Linked DNA regions of Capra hircus: region 1 is linked to region 2. Evidence: chromatin contacts called from public Hi-C data. All regions are on one chromosome and are shown on one strand. The core of a region is the stretch at or near the end of the contact, and the rest is flanking DNA. Distances in the headings are between cores, read along the strand shown. Region 1 overlaps AKAP13 (A-kinase anchor protein 13). Region 2 overlaps AKAP13 (A-kinase anchor protein 13).

Region 1 (3,288 bases), core at 575-3,074, 54 kb before region 2:
CAGCAAGGCTGTCAACAGGGGGAAAATCCCCACGTGAAACATTTCGGCAGAACTCCACTGAACAGCTGAAGGTATAACGGCACCAAAGCGAACTACAGGGACGTGGGTACAAAAAGGTCTCGGCGAAAGATGGCTCCTTCTCTAAGCTCCCAGGCCTCAGGGGCCAGCTGGTGGCTCATTCCTTTGCCTCTCCCAACACGGCTTCTTGAGGGGTGGGATGTCTCCCACTCATCTGACCATCACAGCACTGCCAGCTTCTGTTACAGAGCTCAATACACAGAACAGGAGAGGTTCGCCAATGGAAGGCTTGATTTAGTTACGGAAATGCACAACAGTTAAGTCAGACCTGTAGAAAGGGAACACATCCCAATAGTCTCATTTACCACTAGAATCTTCTGTTATAAATGTTGAAAAGTAAGGAACTCAGGCATGGATACACACATGGTCTCCCCACACAGCCCCCACTGACACGTCAAGCTGTGGCCTTCCACCAGCCCTGGCCTCACGGCTGGAACGAGAGAAGAATCTCCCGCGTCTCCTGGAATGAATGTCCTGCTGCCCACAGAGGGGGGTGGTTAACATGCGACAAGGTTCTGGTGCGACCTGAAGAAGCCAGCGGCGGAGGTGGTGACATGGCTCTTCTCTCGACACCTGTGCCACTAGCCTGCAATGGGGGGGTGGGTGGGGGAGGCCTGATGCCAAACCCTTGTCCCAAGACCCCTAGACCCCACCGCCTACAAGGCGCTCGGCTTGTAGATAAAGGGGAAATGAATGTGAGAATTTGACACAAATGAATTTACTTACTAAACAGAGGGAGACTCATAGACTTCGGAAACACATTTATGGTTGCTGAGGGCAGAGAGGGGAAGAAACGATAGTTAGGGGCTCTGGAAGGTCATGGACACACAGCTGTATTTAAAATGGGTAACCAACAAGGGATCTACCACAGGGAACTCTGCTCAGTGTTACCTGGCAGGCTGGATGGGAGGGAGTTTCGGGGGAGAATGGATACATGTGTATGTTTGGCTGAGTCCCTTTCCCTGTTCACCTGAAACTACCATAACATTGTAAAACCGGCTATACCCCAATACAAAATAAAAGACTGAGTTAAAAAAAAAAGAAGAAGAAGAATTTGAGGTGACAAAGTAAGGAGGAAGGTTGGCAAAGAAATAAACTGATGTCAGAAATGAGAAAGCCCACAAGCCCATTTCCAGAAATTATTATTTTCATAGAACAGAAAGATGAAGGGTGCTGCAAAGGAGATCCTAGCTTTGTGCTCTCCCCAGGGCGGCAGGGGCGACTCCTGAGTGGAGGACACGGCACGCACAGGGGAGCCCAAGGCCCTTCCCCGTCTCACACCATTCGTCCACCAGGGCACAGCCAGGAAACACACACTGTGAGACCCACGTGGGGTCCTGAGCAGCTCACACGTGCTTGTTTAGATCCAAAGACCCCCCTGCCTTGGTAGATGATGATCTGCATTGAATCACAGGGAAGGCAGAGTGTGTCAAGCATGCATCAAAATCAAGATGCCATGCTCTGGAGAGGGGAAGGCCACAGGGGTGCGAATCGTACACCTGTCCAGACAGCCTGGTACTGTGATTACGACACCAGGCCCCAGCCCGGACGTCCAAGAACCCACATGAGCTGGCAGCCTGCTGAAGGTGGAGCTGCAGAGCCCCCCAGGCAGTGGGTGACCCCAGCACAGGAAGCAGCGGGCAGATTCAGCTATGCCCGTCCTGCGACTTCTCTCTGTGTATGGGGATGGCACAAGGGCTCCATGAAACAGAAGAGGGCCACTGACCAGGAGAGCCGGTCCTATTTAAGGACTGCCCCAGCAGAGGGAGCCCAAGCCTGGAGAGGCTGGCAGGGTGCCTTAGCTTAGCGTGGGACACTGGAGAGCTGACTTAAAGGAGACGAGGTGGCCTCGCAGGTAGAGGCGGGCAGGAAGGGAGAGGCCAGGCTCCAGGGTTTGGGGGCCTGGGCTGGGCTCTGTGCCAACCATCTGGGCACACAAAGGCAAGCCCTTAGAGCACTGGAGCGCTCTGGGCTCCAGTCGCTTCCTTGCAAACGATAGGGTAGAGACTGCGTGACAGAGGCCACAGTGCCACCCACACTAAGATTCTATCAGGAGAGCAACGTGCGCTGGAAGATCTGGGATCCTGTAAGGGCAGAATCCCAGTGCAAACAGCGAGGACCGCTACGTACCCCCATTGCACATCTATGATCCCATGCTTGCTATGTCTGCAAACCAGCCAAACAGGTGGCGAGGTGGCTCTAACTTCAGCCCCTTTTTCTACTGGACTAGCTTTCTTCACGGAGAAGGCAATGGCACCCCACTCCAGCACTCTTGCCTGGAAAATCCCATGGACGGAGGAGCCTGGTAGGTTGCAGTCCATGGGGTCGTACAGAGTCAGACAAGACTGAGCGACTTCACTCTCACTTTTCACTTTCATGCATTGGAGAAGGAAATGGCAACCCACTCCAGTGTTCTTGCCTTGAGAATCCCGGGGAGGGGGGAGCCTGGTGGGCTGCCGTCTATGGGGTTGCACAGAGTCAGACACGACTGAAGCGACTTAGCAGCAGCTTTCTTCGAGGAGACTGCAAGCAAGAACAGTAAATCCTGTCCGTCAGCTACTTTGTTGCTTTTCTGGTTATCAGAATGACTATCTCAGTATCACTTTGTGGTGTTCAATTAACCCTTATTTTATTTCACAAGTCCCAAAGCACAAGAGTAGTGATGCTGGCAATTCGGATCTACGAGATATAAAGTGCTGTAAGGGAAAAGGTGAAAAAAAAGGGAAAGTTGCTCAGATGTGTCCGACTCTTTTCGACCCCATGGACTATACCATCCACGGAATTCTCCCAGCCAGAATACTGGAGTGAGTAGCTGTCTCCTTCTCCAGGGGATTTTCCTAACCCAGGGATCAAACAGGTTTCCCGCACTGCAGCTGGATTCTTTTACCAGCTGAACCACCAGGGAAGCGAAAGTTTCAGATTTAATAACGGGTGACGAAAAAACAACAACAAATCATATGCTGAAGTTGCTAAGATCTATGGTAAGAATGAATCTTCTGAGAAACTGTGAAGCAGGAACTAAGCAAAAAGGGCTGGTTTTGCTGTCTCATCTCCAATTACAAGAATTACAGGCATAGTGCAATGGTAAGTGCTTAGTTAAGATGGAGAAGACATTAAATCTGTACAATAAGGTATTTTGAGAGAAAGATCACATTCATGTAACTTTTATTACTGTATATTGTTAAAACCACAACATTTATTGTTGCTATT
Region 2 (2,975 bases), core at 197-2,696:
AAAAAGGATGAATGCTTTTTCCCTTCATTTGAGCATCCAAGGTTCCTTTTGTATTTCACCTGGCAGGAGTGCCTGGTTTTATCTTGACAGGAAACCCCTGACAGTGGGGGCCCCTTCCTGCAGCTGGTCACTGCCCCAGTGGTTAAAGTCAGTGGGTCTAAGGGAACCAAAACTAGCAAAACCTCGCTGTCCTTCCACGAGAACACAGCTATCTGGTCGGTCTAGAGAGCGGGGAACTGAGCGTCCTCCCGGTTCAGCCCTGCTGGGCGCTCCTGCTCAGTCAGAGTCTGCCTGCCTGCAGGGGGCCGGGACCTTCTGGGCGACCCCTTCATAACACAATAACCAAAGTCAGGAACACTGCAGGGCGGTCCTGTGACTGTCCTGTTCTTCCAGATAAGAGTCGAGAGGATAAGCAACCCCTTCTGACGAGCGAACTGAGATCAGCCTTTCCATTCAGGTTCTGTCAGGGACGAAGCAAACACTCTGATCTCTGCGTAACTCCTAAATCTTTCCATTAGATCTGCACTCAGCAGGGAAAGATGACGCTGTTCACTGGACTCCAGGTATATGCTGCTTCATCAGATGTGTGTGTGTGTGTGTGTACGCACACGGACACTCACAACATCCAACAGGTGTCATTTACCACAGTAATGACATAGGAAATCCCTCGTCACAAAAAGAGGAACATTTATAGATACCTACTACATCACTGCTTTTTAAAACGTGGAGCCCCGAGCAGATGAAATAGACCAGAGTGAGGGCACTCTGGTTACAAACGCGTGGGGTGGGCGCTCCAGGCCTCGGCTTGCTCCCCTGTGCACCCCTCCTGATTTCTCCCTTGTCTTTTCCTTATTCCAATCTCATGGAATCCCTAGACACCTTGAGAATACAATAATGAAAATCCTGTCTTTGATCTTTAGAAAGAAGTGTCAAACACTCCTCTGCTGCCCTCCTCATGAAGGACGGGCCTCTCTCCACACACGGGAGACCAAGCGTGAAGTCCAGGCCACGGAAGGGTCTCGAGCCACCGGCTACTCGAGAGCTGCTGCTGCGAGTGAGCCCTCCGTGGGGTCGTTTCCCAACAAGAACAGGCCCGACAGCTTGGCAAGAGGACCCAGGAGAGGCGCCACTGAGGCCACTCTGCTCCTACGCAGCCACCATGGGAGACGGGAGGATCACCCCCCTAAGAAAGCAGCCCCATCCAAATACAAAGAATCCTAAGCTCAAAGGCTGCGGGTCATCCGAGCTCCTTACCGTGTGAGGCTGCGTCTGTCCCCAACACATTCCACTCCGCTGGCAGCTTCAGGTGCCTGAAGGCCAGGGCGACTTTCTCATCGAGGGAGTTCACGTCCGTGGACGGGGGTCCTGAGCGATCCAGGAAGCGGGTGAAGTTCAGGGCCTGCTGGTTGCCGGCGCTGGTGGCCAGGAACTGGGCTGCGTCGTAGGCCTCGTCCTGGATGAACCGGAAGTCCTCCTCCGCCACCACGAGCACGGGCAGGCCCTCTTTGGAAGCGCAGAGCAGCACCTTCACTGTCTCGCAGCAGTCATGACCTAAGGAGGCACAGGCAGCAGGGAGACAGATCAGAGCCCTCCTCCTGAGAGACGGGGCGGCGGCGGGAACCTCAGCTCTCCCTGCGTGACAAGCACACTCCCCCTCCTGAAAGGAACCCCCTCCTTCCCCCAAGCTCTGACGGCAATCTTCCACACCTCACAAAACTCCATCTCTAATTCATTTTTCACAAGTGCTATTTGCGAAGATCAATTGGTTCCCCTGTTGTTGTTCAGTCAATCAGTCATGTCTGATTGTCTGAGACCGCATGGACTGTAGCTCACCAGGCTTCTCTGTCCATGAGATGTCCCCAGGCAAGAAGACTGGAGTGAGTGGCCAGTACCTTCTCCAGGGGGCCTTCCGGACCCAGAGACTGAGTCCACGTCTCCTGTCTCCTACACTGGCAGGCAGGCGCTTTATCGCTGAGCCACCTCGGAAGCCCCAGTGCGCCTACCAAGTAACAGATTAATTTTGCATTCCAGTTGCCACCATGCTGGCAGCATAATGCTTGGCATTAACAGTCTCTGAAAATCTCAATATGCACTAATCTGTTCAACTTGAACAAATTGAAGAATGAAAGCTCAAGGACCTTGCGATGAGGCCTAGCGTACAGTGGGAAGGCTCCTGAGCCACCCTGGATCTGGAAACCCAGCAGGGGAAAAGTCACTTCCACGGGTTACCCGGCAGGAACTGGACTGAGGCCCCAGCACCCCACGGACAGAGCCTGGCAGGGCACGGTCCATAAGATGGCAAAGAGTCAGACACGACTGAAGCGACTGAACAAGCACCAAGCACACGACCTGATTTCACCTCACTGTTATGAACCGACTCAAGGCGGAGAAAATGACTTTTGCTCTGAAATGCCTATTGTTTCCTGTAATGCAAAGAGAACTTCAAAGAAATTGCCCGGTTTGCACAGGGATGATGCAATGCTGGGGCCAGAGACCACGGTGCCCACTGCCCAGAGGGGCAGAGAATGCATAAGCTCTGACCTCAGGTAGCAAGCCACCCACCACCCTACGGAGCTCCACTGGTGTCTAGACCAGGAAGGTGTGAGCACTGTTCCCGCAGGGAGGCATTCCTGGAAAATCAGATCTCCCTGGGGTTTTCAGCAATGTTATTCATTTCCAAGATGCGGAATGTATTCATCAAAACACACTTTTCCTCCACCTTTAGGCACTGATCTCAGCTCATTGGAACTATGCTCCTAACATCATCATTTCTTCCATAAATATCTTTCTGATGAGAAAAGAAACGTTGGTGTTTCTGAGTGAGCTGCGCCCCCTGGTGTGCTGCCTGAGGAACTACAGGCACCTGAGGGCCAGGCTCCCAGAAACCACCCACATGCAGAGCCCATCCTGGCTTCTGGATGAGCTGGAGGGTCCCTGAGTGCCACCCCCCAGACCACAGGCGCAGCCAACAGAGG

What was found. A called contact is a pair of places that touch in the nucleus more often than the background predicts.
Region 1: a contact with region 2 is called in a Hi-C map of liver, with 1.6 times the contacts expected there. The contact joins two enhancer-like sites. A contact is called at or near these places in 2 of 5 Hi-C or Micro-C datasets (blood and liver).

Annotation. Positions count from the first base shown.
Region 1 is chr21:15,699,892-15,703,179 of ARS1.2, reverse strand. All of the region lies in intron 8 of AKAP13 (A-kinase anchor protein 13), which reads right to left. Among named protein-coding and RNA genes, the nearest start is that of AKAP13, 190 kb to the right of the region's middle. Within about 2 kb of position 1,824, at least 2 of the 5 cell types and tissues checked have an H3K27ac peak or open chromatin away from gene starts, as enhancers often do.
Region 2 is chr21:15,645,327-15,648,301 of ARS1.2, reverse strand. AKAP13 (A-kinase anchor protein 13) reads right to left here. Exons shown (of 36, transcript XM_018066007.1): 4 at 1,255-1,551. Among named protein-coding and RNA genes, the nearest start is that of AKAP13, 140 kb to the right of the region's middle. Within about 2 kb of position 1,446, at least 3 of the 5 cell types and tissues checked have an H3K27ac peak or open chromatin away from gene starts, as enhancers often do.